2 separate regions of the Xenopus laevis genome follow, and region 2 is linked to region 1. A link is a contact called in public Hi-C data. All regions are on one chromosome and are shown on one strand. The core of a region is the stretch at or near the end of the contact, and the rest is flanking DNA. Distances in the headings are between cores, read along the strand shown.

What was found. Hi-C and Micro-C count contacts between places; a contact is called where the count stands out from the background.
Region 2: a Hi-C map of animal cap shows a contact between it and region 1, with 4 times the contacts expected there. A contact is called at or near these places in 3 of 4 Hi-C or Micro-C datasets (the XL177 cell line, the XTC cell line and animal cap).

Annotation. Positions count from the first base shown.
Region 1 is chr2L:156,408,549-156,414,339 of Xenopus_laevis_v10.1, reverse strand. No RefSeq gene overlaps it. Among protein-coding and RNA genes, the nearest start is that of LOC121399663, 17 kb to the right of the region's middle.
Region 2 is chr2L:156,479,244-156,485,034 of Xenopus_laevis_v10.1, reverse strand. No RefSeq gene overlaps it. Among protein-coding and RNA genes, the nearest start is that of bcdin3d.L, 18 kb to the left of the region's middle.

The sequences.
Region 1 (5,791 bases), core at 1,885-4,384:
CGCACAAAACGTGTAAGAGATATTCTCAAATAAATATTATTTTTTAAGTCCATCTTGCCTTTGTGATTGACTTGAGTGCCCACCTCTTTGTGGTTTCTCAAATAACATAACCAGTAGTGTTGGTGTAACAAGAAGCTGGAAACAGTAAACCATGAAAATTGTAAAACCTCTCTGAACTGGTGGATTTTCTGGTGCTTTTTATTTTGCAAAGCCTATCTATTTACCCAGTTTTTATTTTTAATCTGAACTGTTCCTTGAAGACAAAAGTATCTCTTTATGTAAAAACCAACAGTTTGTGTGTACTTGAATGAGTATAACAGAAACATGGGCATTGGTAATTGTTAAGGACATTGGCACACGGAGCATAGGCTCTGGTTTTCTAGGAATCGCCTCATCCTTCGGAGAGAGAGAGAACAAGCATTCAAGACTACCGTAAGCTGATACACAGTCTGCTGCGCGACTACAACATCCGCGACTGCCTTGAGGAAGAAGAGGACTAAAGACTCTCTCCTCCCCCTTATCCTCCCCTCGCTGTCTGTTTAAGTGGAAATAAAGCTTTGGGCAATTCAAACGCCACTATCCCCTCCCTACACCACCCCTCACCCACTCACCTCACCCTCGTTGCTTTATCTGATATACAGTATTGTGCCACGAAACAGCATTGATACGGAAAACTTTTATTTTTTATATATTTATATTATATATATATATTTCTAATAAAAGTATATTTTTCAATAAAAAAAAATAGGCTCTGCAGCTCTGAGCCTGTGTATTTTTTCAGGCTGAGAAAAGCAAATCCACTCCATGACCCTGCTCCATTTATACTGCCATGGTGCCTAATGTTAATAAATGACCCCTAGTGATTACCTGGGAACATAAATGAAGCTCTTTATATTGGCATACATGTAAGATCACAAAACTATTCATATAACCGAATGAACATATAACTTTAATGAAAATGTTTTCAGTTATTTAAAATAGGAAACTACAGCCTCCAGTCTACTGGGCCTGCCATTTTGTTTTGCGTCCTGTCTGGGTTCTCAGTAACAAATTGCCAGGGGCTCTTTTATTATAGAGGATTCAGCAAGCAAATCCTTTGTATGGCTGCTCTCCCTTTCAAATATATGGGTCAGTCATGGAAAGATGAGCGTCATTGGGTTCAACTTAGTATTTTACAGGCAAGGTGCACAGAGATCTTGAAGGTGCCCTATTATGTACAAACTGACACTGGACCTTAAATCGTGACGGGGGACAGACAGAATACTATGCTCTTGTGTTACCTTGTTTCTTGTACCCCATACAAAACAAAGATGGGTGAACGTCCCTCAACCCTAAATGAGGTTGACTATCTATCTATCTATCTATCTATCTATCTATCTATCTATCTATCATCTATCTATCTATCTATCTATCTATCTATCTATTATCTATCTATCTATCCATCTATCTATCTATCTATCTATCTATCTATCTATTATCTATCTATCTATCTATCTATCTATCTATCTATTATCTATCTATCTATCTATCTATCTATCTATTATCTATCTATCTATCTATCTATCTATCTAGCTATCTATCTAGCTATCATGTCCATCTACATATCTATCAGTCATCTAGCTATTTATCTATCTATCTCTCTGTCTCTCTTTCTGTCAGTCAAGATCACTATATAGCTAGCTATCATGTCTATATACATATTTATCATTTGTTTATTCTATCAATCATCTATCAATTATCTATCTATTAAAGCCAGGCCAGACTGGCCAGACGCCCTAGGCAACCTGGCCGGCGAGGCGCCGGCTAAGCATGCGCCTGCGCAAGTTGTCTGTCTATCTTTCATCATAAGACAGGTTTAGATATTAAATCGGAGCTCACCCTTACTGTGCAGCGTCTCTACCTTCAGTCGCAGCTCTCGCGGGATCCTCCTCACCTCGTAGAGGAGGTAACTTCAATACACAGATTTACCCCGTTTCACGGCGCAGAGCGAAGGAATCACAGGAGACGGTATTGCTCAAATATCTTGCGGCTTTATTTGGCACATCGAGTGGGATTCTAGCAGTGGGTTGGTGTGGAAAAACCTTTTTCCACACCAACCCACTGCTAGAATCCCACTCGATGTGCCAAATAAAGCCGCAAGATATTTGAGCAATACCGTCTCCTGTGATTCCTTCGCTCTGCGCCGTGAAACGGGGTAAATCTGTGTATCTTTCATCATGTCCATCTACATATCTATCAGTCATCTATCTATTTATCTGTCTGTCTGTCTGTCTGTCTGTCTCGATCACTAGCTAGCTATCATGTCTATATACCTATCTATCAATCACCTATTCTATCAATGATCTATCTATCTATCTATCATCTATCTATCTATCTATCTATCTATCTATCTATCTACCTACAGTGTATATATACATATAGTAACAACTAATGGCTATTTTTAGAATACTACAAATATTTGGGAGATAAACCTTTGGGTAAGCAAGCACTGAGTGAAATGTACTGCCAGTATAACTATATACAAATGAGCTGGAATTCATAATGAAATGAAATGACAGGACTGGCCAGACCAGGAGGGATTTGTGCAGGCAGCCTGCTCTAGTACAGTGATCCCCAACCAGTAGCTCATGAGTAACATGTTGCTCTCCAACCCCTTGGATGTTGCTCTCAAAGCAGGTGCTTATTTTTGAATTCCAGGCTTGGAGGCAAGTTTTGGTTGTATAAAAATCAGGTGCACTGCCAAACAGAGCCTCAATGTAGTTTGACAGTCCACATAGGGGCTACCAAATGGCCAATCACAGCACTTATTTGGCACCCCAAGAACGTTTTTCATGCTAGTGTAGCTCCCCAACTCCTTTTACTTCTGAATGTTGCTCACAGGTTTAAAAGGTCAGGGATCCCTATTTTCTATAAAAGGCGGCATATTTAGTAGCCCTCTGCACAAATTGCCTTAATTACCTTTAATACGGGCCAGTGCTGTGGATCAGATTGTATTTTCCTATATATAAAACCAAACGTAATTTTGCAAAGTAAAGGCTAATGCTGTTTATTTAGGAATTACCCTGATCTTCATACCCTTCTCAGTTTCTTCAGAGGAATCTGGGAACTTTACATTTTAAAACACTCTCCCTCCAGCTGGGGCCCCCACCCGACACTCCATTGTCCTGACTCACAGGAGAAGCAAACGCCCCACAAACACATAGATTGTATACAGTAGATTGTATATAGTAGATTGTATACAGTAGATTGTATACAGTAGATTGTATATAGTAGATTGTATACAGTAGATTGTATACAGTAGATTGTATATAGTAGATTGTATACAGTAGATTGTATACAGTAGACTGTATACAGTAGAAGGATGCTGCTGGAATCTCACAAGTGACTTGTACACCGGAGCCTAGCTTATTTAACAGCCAGACAGCACAAAGGACCATGTTGTAGCAAAGAATATCCCAACAATGAGAGTAATATATGCTTGAATGAAAGAGGTGTGTTGCAGCTGACACATTTGTAGGAGTAAATCCTATAATATGTAACATATTAGTCATTTACTATATGCTCATTGTCTTATTATTTCAGAAAAAAGCTTTCTTCGTAAAAAGGCACACTATAATACAGTTATATAAAGGTCCTTTAGGTGGGTCCTAAACCCCGCACAGACCAGTGATCAGACAGTTGAGACAGAAATGGCCAAATTGCATGAGGTACTGGGTCTGTGTACAGTCTTTGGTTAATGGAAAGCAGCAGTGGACAAAGCTCTCCAAATTAATATTATCATTATTAACATGTATTTATAAAACACCAACATATTCTGCAGTGTTGTACAATACATTAAACATACAAGAAAACATACAAAATAACCAGTAATCAATACTAACAGTAAAGAGGGGCCCTTTCCAAAAGAGCTTACAATCAAAAATGCTGCTATCCTAGTTGTGTCTAGCAGGTGCACACACTGTAGTCATTATTAGTGTTTATATTGTTGAGTGATACTGTGCTTCCAGCAGAGTGAGCCCTTCTCATTCCTTCTGCACCACACCCCTACTAATCTCTGTGTGCTTGTATTGACTGCTACACCTATCTGATACTGTCTGCCGTCCTATTATATACTTACTGACAGTATTGTCCCACGTTCACAACAAATGGGTGCAGAAACCCAAGTCGTATTAACTTACGAGAAGATGAGCTAAATTAACCAATTCAATGTTAACCTGCTTCACTCCTAATGAACTACAGGTATATGCTTTATTAGGCATAGACATATACATACACTAAGCAGTCCATTTGCTAAAGTGTGATATAGGGGGATAATGGCTTATGCCAAACATAAAGAAGAAAAGAATGGCAGAGAGGTATTATCTGTAATTGCAGATTGTTGGACACACATATATATTATCTGTTGGATTAGTGATAAGCAGTGTTGGACTGGAGTGTCCTGAGCCCACCGGCTCCCACGAGTCCCCCCTCCCAACTTCTGCACAGACCTTCCCACAAGGGCAACTGGTCTCCTGGCCATCCTCAGCGACGTGTCTCTTTTACCTTCTTTACCTGTCGCTGTGATGAGGGGGAGGGGGGGGCAGGGAAGGGTTTCCAGAGTCTAGGGAGAGTGGGCTTGGGTCAGTGGGGCATATGAAGTCTGTGCCCACCTGTTTTTTACCATCCCAGTCCAACCATAGTTATAAGTATTGGCTCCAGTTCCTATCTCTTCCTGAAAAGCAGCTTTATTCGAAAAAATCTCACAAAGCTGCATGCAAAAGAAATACAAAGTTGGTTTTAACTGAAATATATTGCAGGTATGGGATCCCTTATCTGGAAACCTGCTATCCAGGAATGCACTGAATTACAGGAAGGCCACCTCTGTCAGAACCCATATAAAGCAAATACTTCTCATTTTTAATGAATGATTTTCCTTTTCTCTGTTCTAATAAAACGGTACCTTGTACTTGATGGTATCTAAGCTCCATATTGGTGGCATAACCACTAAAAAATTGGGTTTATTTAATGTTTAAATGATTTAAATGATGGTGATACAAATTACAAAAAGATCATAATCTGGAAAACCCCAGGTCCCAGGTGTTCCGGATAATAGATCATATACCTGTATTAGTGAATACTTTGATAGTAAGTCATAGAAAAGGACAATAATTGATAACCGGTATTAATAGTTTGGCTGCAATTACATTTGACGGTGCATGTATAAATTGGTAATGACCAACTTATCTAATAAACTACTCCTCTAGTGTTTCCCTTTGTAGTGTCGTAAAGAAAGAGTTCTAGCTCAATATGGAGTTGACCCAAAGGGTGTCAAAACATTTACAATATGAAACAACTCTACAATTACTTGTTATGATCGCATAGATAACCCTGTCTATCACAAGACGAGTTTGATGCATTGCACTCTGTAGCAAACATGGGAAATGTGTATGTCCACAATAAAATGTACAACCTTAATGGCCACTGAGCTACAATTAATTTGATGGAACTTCAGTCAATGGAAGGTTTCAAAAGGTACAAAAATGTCTGTGTGACTGGCCAAGTGGATGCCAAGTAACTGACACATTTGTTAGTAGTTGTGGTCTAATGAGGGAATTAGAGTTGGTTCATTGTGCCTGAGTTGCTTTCTTGGGGCAGTTAATCACTGTTGTAATTCTGCTTATCTTACCCTTGTCTTAATACCATAATCATCAGTCATAAATGACCAATTATTGGTAAATGGTCAGTGATAACAGGAAACAGCCACTTGACTGAACTTTGATGGGTGCACGAATCATCTGCTCCTCCAATTATC
Region 2 (5,791 bases), core at 1,600-4,099, 71 kb before region 1:
CTATTCAGGCCTCTCCTATTCATATTCCAGTCTCTTATTGAAATCAGTGCATGGTTGCTAAGTTAATTTGGACCCTAGCAACCAGATTGCTTAAATTGCAAATTGAAGAGCTTCTGAATAAAAAGCTAAATAACTAAAAAACCTTAAATAATAAAAAATTAAAACCAATTACAAATTGTATCAGAATTAGCTCTCTATAACATACTAAAAGTTATTTTAAGGCGAACAACCCCTTTAATGCAAAAAGCTCCTGGTGTTTAATCTCCTCCATTTATAAGTTATTAGTCAGCCCCTCCCTGGAAACAGAATCTAGACACAGCTATATGCAAAAATGGGATGATTGTGTAGGACGAAGGATCGATATTAAGGAATGGGAGGCGATCTGGGATAATACCAAAAGAGGGATCACTTGTGTTAGGCAGCAGGAAAATGTTTTTAAAATTTTAATGTTTTGGTATCACACTCCAGTTCAGCTCAATAGGTTGTTCCCAGAAACTTCCTCTAGCTGCTGGAGAGATTGCGGGCACCGAGGGGATTTACCCCATATATTCTGGTTCTGCCCCCGATTACTAACATTCTGGGATGACATTATAACTCTGCTAAACCAGGTGACCCATCAAACTCTGGATAAATGCATTTTGCATGTACTCTTGGGGAAACCGTAGAAGCAGCTTTCTAAGCACATGCAAAAGCTGGCTAATCAGATACTTTCAGCTGCCCGTATCTTGATTGCTGCCAAATGGAAAACCTCTTCTATCCCCTCCCTCCGAGAAGTGCAACAAAGGGTTAATGGTATCAAACGGTATGAATACAATTTGGCAAGGATGCAAAACAGAATCCCCCTGTATCTCAAGGTCTGGTCTCCTTGGGAGCTTTTCTCAGACTCCACCCAACTGTGATCCCTACACACACATGGTATGGTAATACGGATTAGCATTCAGTGAATTTAGAACCCCTTCCCCTACTACTCCCACCCCCCCCTCTTTAGTTGAACTCTATCTGTCTTTTTTCCTCCTTTCTCATGATGTCTGATGTCTGACTTTATATACATGTTTCAATACTCATTGTTATATATACGATGTAACATGTATAACATGTATCATGCATGTATGCACTGGACCCCAACATGTTATTTGAAGCTCATATCATTTTTTCAATGATCTGTGCCAGAATTGTATCAGACATGTTATTGCTGTATCTTTCTTTGATGAAAAATAAAATTTAAGTTACAAAAAAAAAAAGCTCCTGGTGTTTATGTAACCCAAGAACTGGTTGGCAGCAGGGAAAGTATTTTCACAGGTATTTCATCTTGGGATAAAAAGGCCAAGATATGGGCAACTGTGGTATTAAATGTATAGTATCAGTGGCAAAAAGTGAATCCTTATCCACTGCTTAAAGCAGCAAAAGTGCTACAGTATGTCTTATATCCATTTGGTTCAGTTGAGAGTACCATACCCTGGTACATTAGACATAATTGCGTGGCTTGGATAATAGGTCATTGCTTGGGTGTCGTTTTGTATATCACAAAATTGTGACACATATGAGACTGCAATACATATATATAGTGATCTTTTGCAATTCTGATCACCCTGCTTCCTCCTTACTCCACACTGGTTCTACTGTAATAATTGAATGGAATTCTAAACATTGAGTAATCATGTGCACGAAGCATCACACTATTAAGAAGGCTCATGGTACAGTCCTGTACAGGTCTGGTTAGCAGTCCTGTGTTGGACCTACTGCTGAGCCCTAACCCAACCTGCACGCTCCACCCGATATGTTCCTCTAACCATAGCTTCTACCCAACTCGGCTTTAAAATAATTCACATACATTTCAACTCAGCACCAGTAAAACCAGAAGTGATATCACTCTGGTGCCAGATCAGCAAAGTAATGGAAAAAAATGCTAAAAACACAGGGGACGGTGCACCTTAGCAGGATAGCCAGGCGTGTTACCCAGTTACTTTCTGCCTAAACCCCGACCACTTTATTATTTCTACCAAAGAACATGTGTGAAATAAGACTTTTGACTCGATCTGCAGAAACCTGTTGTGTACAAGGAAATATTTACCAGTTTGTTTTGTAATTCTTCAGGAAGTGTACTTTCCAAAAATATATGGTTTTATGGAGGCAACTTACTAATATGGGCTTTTACAACTCATAAAACAAGGGTGGTTTGTTTTGTTTACAGGGTTTCTTACACACCAGGTATCCTATATCCTAGTCCTATGTATATTGGTATCAAACTGTTGAGGTGCTTTGTGGTATTCATATTTATATAATAAAGAAAATGTGAGAAGGAAAATGAGAGGACTTTGTCTTGAGTCTATTTTCAGACATAAATCCTGCAAACTTTAGCAAAAATATATTATTGCAGTGGAAAGACATTAACCAGTTTTTAATTTTGCTGTACATTTGTAGCAATATTCCTCGAACTTTATGTGCAGAACTTGATAAAAACCCGAAGACAAATCACTGCATTTGCTGTTTTTCAGATCTGGACAAGGCATTTTCATTTACACATTTTACTTGGTCAAGAGTCAGTTGTGCTGTGCATTGTAATGCAGGAATGCAGCCGAACAGCTCAAGATATAAGGAAGTCGACTGCTGGCGTCATTTGGGGTGGTCATACCACTATAAACTATGTGCCCATTCTCACAAATCAGAACGAGATTTGTAAATACTTTGGAGTTTGTAAATACTTCTCTGGGTCTGAAAGTCAGAATTCAACAGATACCTGTCTTTCATACCCCTGGGAGGAATCTTCAGCATGGCTTATATCTATGGAATGAAGAGGGATCAGGGAACTGGTTTGGTCAGTTGATGCCTTAGGTAAAGCCTAAGCCTAAAGGCATTCTGGTTTCAATGCTTCCATAGAAAGTGGCAGAGAACAGGGGCAGGGAGACCTTTTCCTGTTTCCCTGGGTAACAAAGCAAAGGCTGCTTGTTATTTTCATCAGGGAGGTCGCCTCCTGGGAACCAGTTATATACATTATGCGAATGGAATTCTTAGCATGTGTCAGGTAGCACCACACGCCTAAAAAGTAAACGCCAAACTGTGTGCTCTCAACTACTGTACATGTCTCTGAAAATTCCTACAGCTACCAGCAACCTCTGCTGGCTCAGGCATTCTGTCCTGACAGCCGAGGATGTGCTTATTACCTCTCTATACCCCATTTCGTACTCATCATCATTTATTTATATAGCGCTGACAGGTTACACAGTGCTTAACCTTAGTTGTAACAAACAGGGGATAAATGGGGGATAACAAACAAGGCTTTACAGAGTACAATAGGATTAGAGGGGCCTACGTGCGAGAGTTTATTGACTAAAGGTTACTGGACAATTGAGATATTTGGATTATAGAAACAATTTTGTGATTCATGATACAGCAATGATTGATTAATTAAGGTACATTGAATAAGCTTCTTTAAACAGGTGGGTCTTTAAGAAGCATTTGAAAGTTCGGAAAGAAGGAGAAAGTCTGACAGCTCGAGGCAGAGAGTTCCAGAGAAAAGAGGCCTTAGAGAAGTCTTGTAGTACTCAAATCAACAGGCTTGCAAGTCACAGAGTCAGCTGTCTGATGACAAATAAATGGCAGGTATGAGATCTATTATCAGGAATGCTTGAGATCTATGATTTTCCAGACAGTGGGGATAATTTATCAACACTGGGCATATTTGCCCATGGGCAGTAAGACATATCAACCAATCAGTGATTGGCTTTCTTCAGCCAGTTGCAGGTAGAACCATGAGTGCAACAATTTGATTGGTTGCCATGGCAAATTGGCCCAGTGTTGATAAATGACCCCCATTTGTCTTTCCATAACTCATGACATCATGCCATAAGTCTACTAACAAAACATTAAAGGGGTTGTTCACCTTTGCGTTAACTTTTAGTATGATGAAGAGAGTGATATTCATCATCATCATCATCATCATCATCATAATTTATTTATATAGCGCCGACAAGATACACAGTGCTTTACCTTAGTTATAACAAACAGGGAATAAATGGTGGATAACAAACAAGGGTTTGTTATCCATCATTTACAAACAAATGGCCCCCTGCATTGATTTGAATAGGAGACTGGGATATGACTAGGAGAGGATCTGAATAGAAAGATGAGTAATAAAAAGTAGCAATAACAATACATTTGTAGCTTTACAGAGCATTTGTTTTTAGATGGGTCAGAGTCAGAAGTAAAAGGCAAATAATTCAAAAGCTGTACAAAAAAATAATGAAGACCAATTGAAAAGTTGCATGGAATGGGCTATTGTAAAGGTGAACCACCCCTTTAAAACATTAAAAACCACCAAAGGGTTGCACCGATATGGATTTATGCATCTTAAGGTGGTCATAGACACAAAGATCCGCTCGTTTGGCGATATTGCCAAACGAGCGGATCTTTCCCCGATATGCCATTAACAAGCATGTCTATATCGGGGGTAGTCTGAACGTTCGGCCATATGGCCGAACGATCCGATTACGATGCGAAATGGGCTCCGGCTGGATTGGTCGGGTCAAAATCAAACCTGTCCAATCAACCAAACGACCGATCTCCGCCGGACGAAAGATGTCGGCACTCTCCACACACGATCCAAAAATCGGCACATCTGGTCTCTATGAGAATTGACCATTGTAGTATCTACTTTACTTTGCACATAAGCCACCCAAACACTTGTAGCCAGCAAATAGAAATGATCCTTATATTTGTACTGGAAAAGAGGTGGTTCACCTTGAAGTTAACTTTTAGTATATTATAGAATGACCAATTCCAAGCACTTTTCAATTGGTCTTTGCAACATTTATATTTTATAGTTTTTGAATGATTCCCCTTCTTCTGACTCTTTCCACCTTTCAAATCTAAACTGACCCCATCTAAAAAGTAATGTTCTGTATAGCTCCACATTTATTGTTATTGCTACTTTTGATTACTCATCTTTCTATCCAGGCCTCCCTTATTTATATTCCAGTCCCTTATTCAAATCAGTGCATAGTTGCTAGGGTAATTTGGACCCTAGCAACCAGATTGCTGAAACTGCAAACTGGAGAGCTGCTGAATAAAAAGCTAAAAAAAACTCAAAAACTGCACATAATAAAAAATGAAAACTAATTTCAAGTTGTCTCAGAATATCACTCTCTACATCATACTAAAAAGTAAATTCAAAGGTGAACAACCCCTTTGATGAAAACAACTATTTTGTTGCCCGGGGTTCCATTACTAGTGTAATAATTTATGAATATGTATTTGTCCTATGTTTGTCTGAACCCCACGGCATCTACTTAGTCCTTAATCCCACTCTAAACTGTACAAGTAAGGAACATGTCATACCTGTTGCTTTGTGTGTTCAATCCAAGAGCTGGGTTAGTAAAAGCCGTGGGAGAGCAGAGAGCTGTATCGGTAGAGAGCTTGTGTAGTTCCCATCCTCAGGCCAATGCATATCCTTAAAGCAGCAAAGTAGATCAGTCAGTGGCACCAGTGAATATAACATTTCAACGTTCTCATAGAAATATGCACATAAGGTTCACTGGAAATATATATATATATATATATATATACCTCTTTATGTATTACCTCGGGCATTATTTGATTGATATTGTACAATGCTCGACAGCCAAAAAGAAATCCATGATTATTATACTATCAAGCCACCAATCCAAAGCCACAAAGTTACACCTTGCTGCCAATCAAAATTGACAGAAAAAAAATATTTTGTTATGGTGCAGGCAATTGAAGTCAGCTCCACTCTGCTGCCACTGATTATGTATGTATTTATGTATATATATAT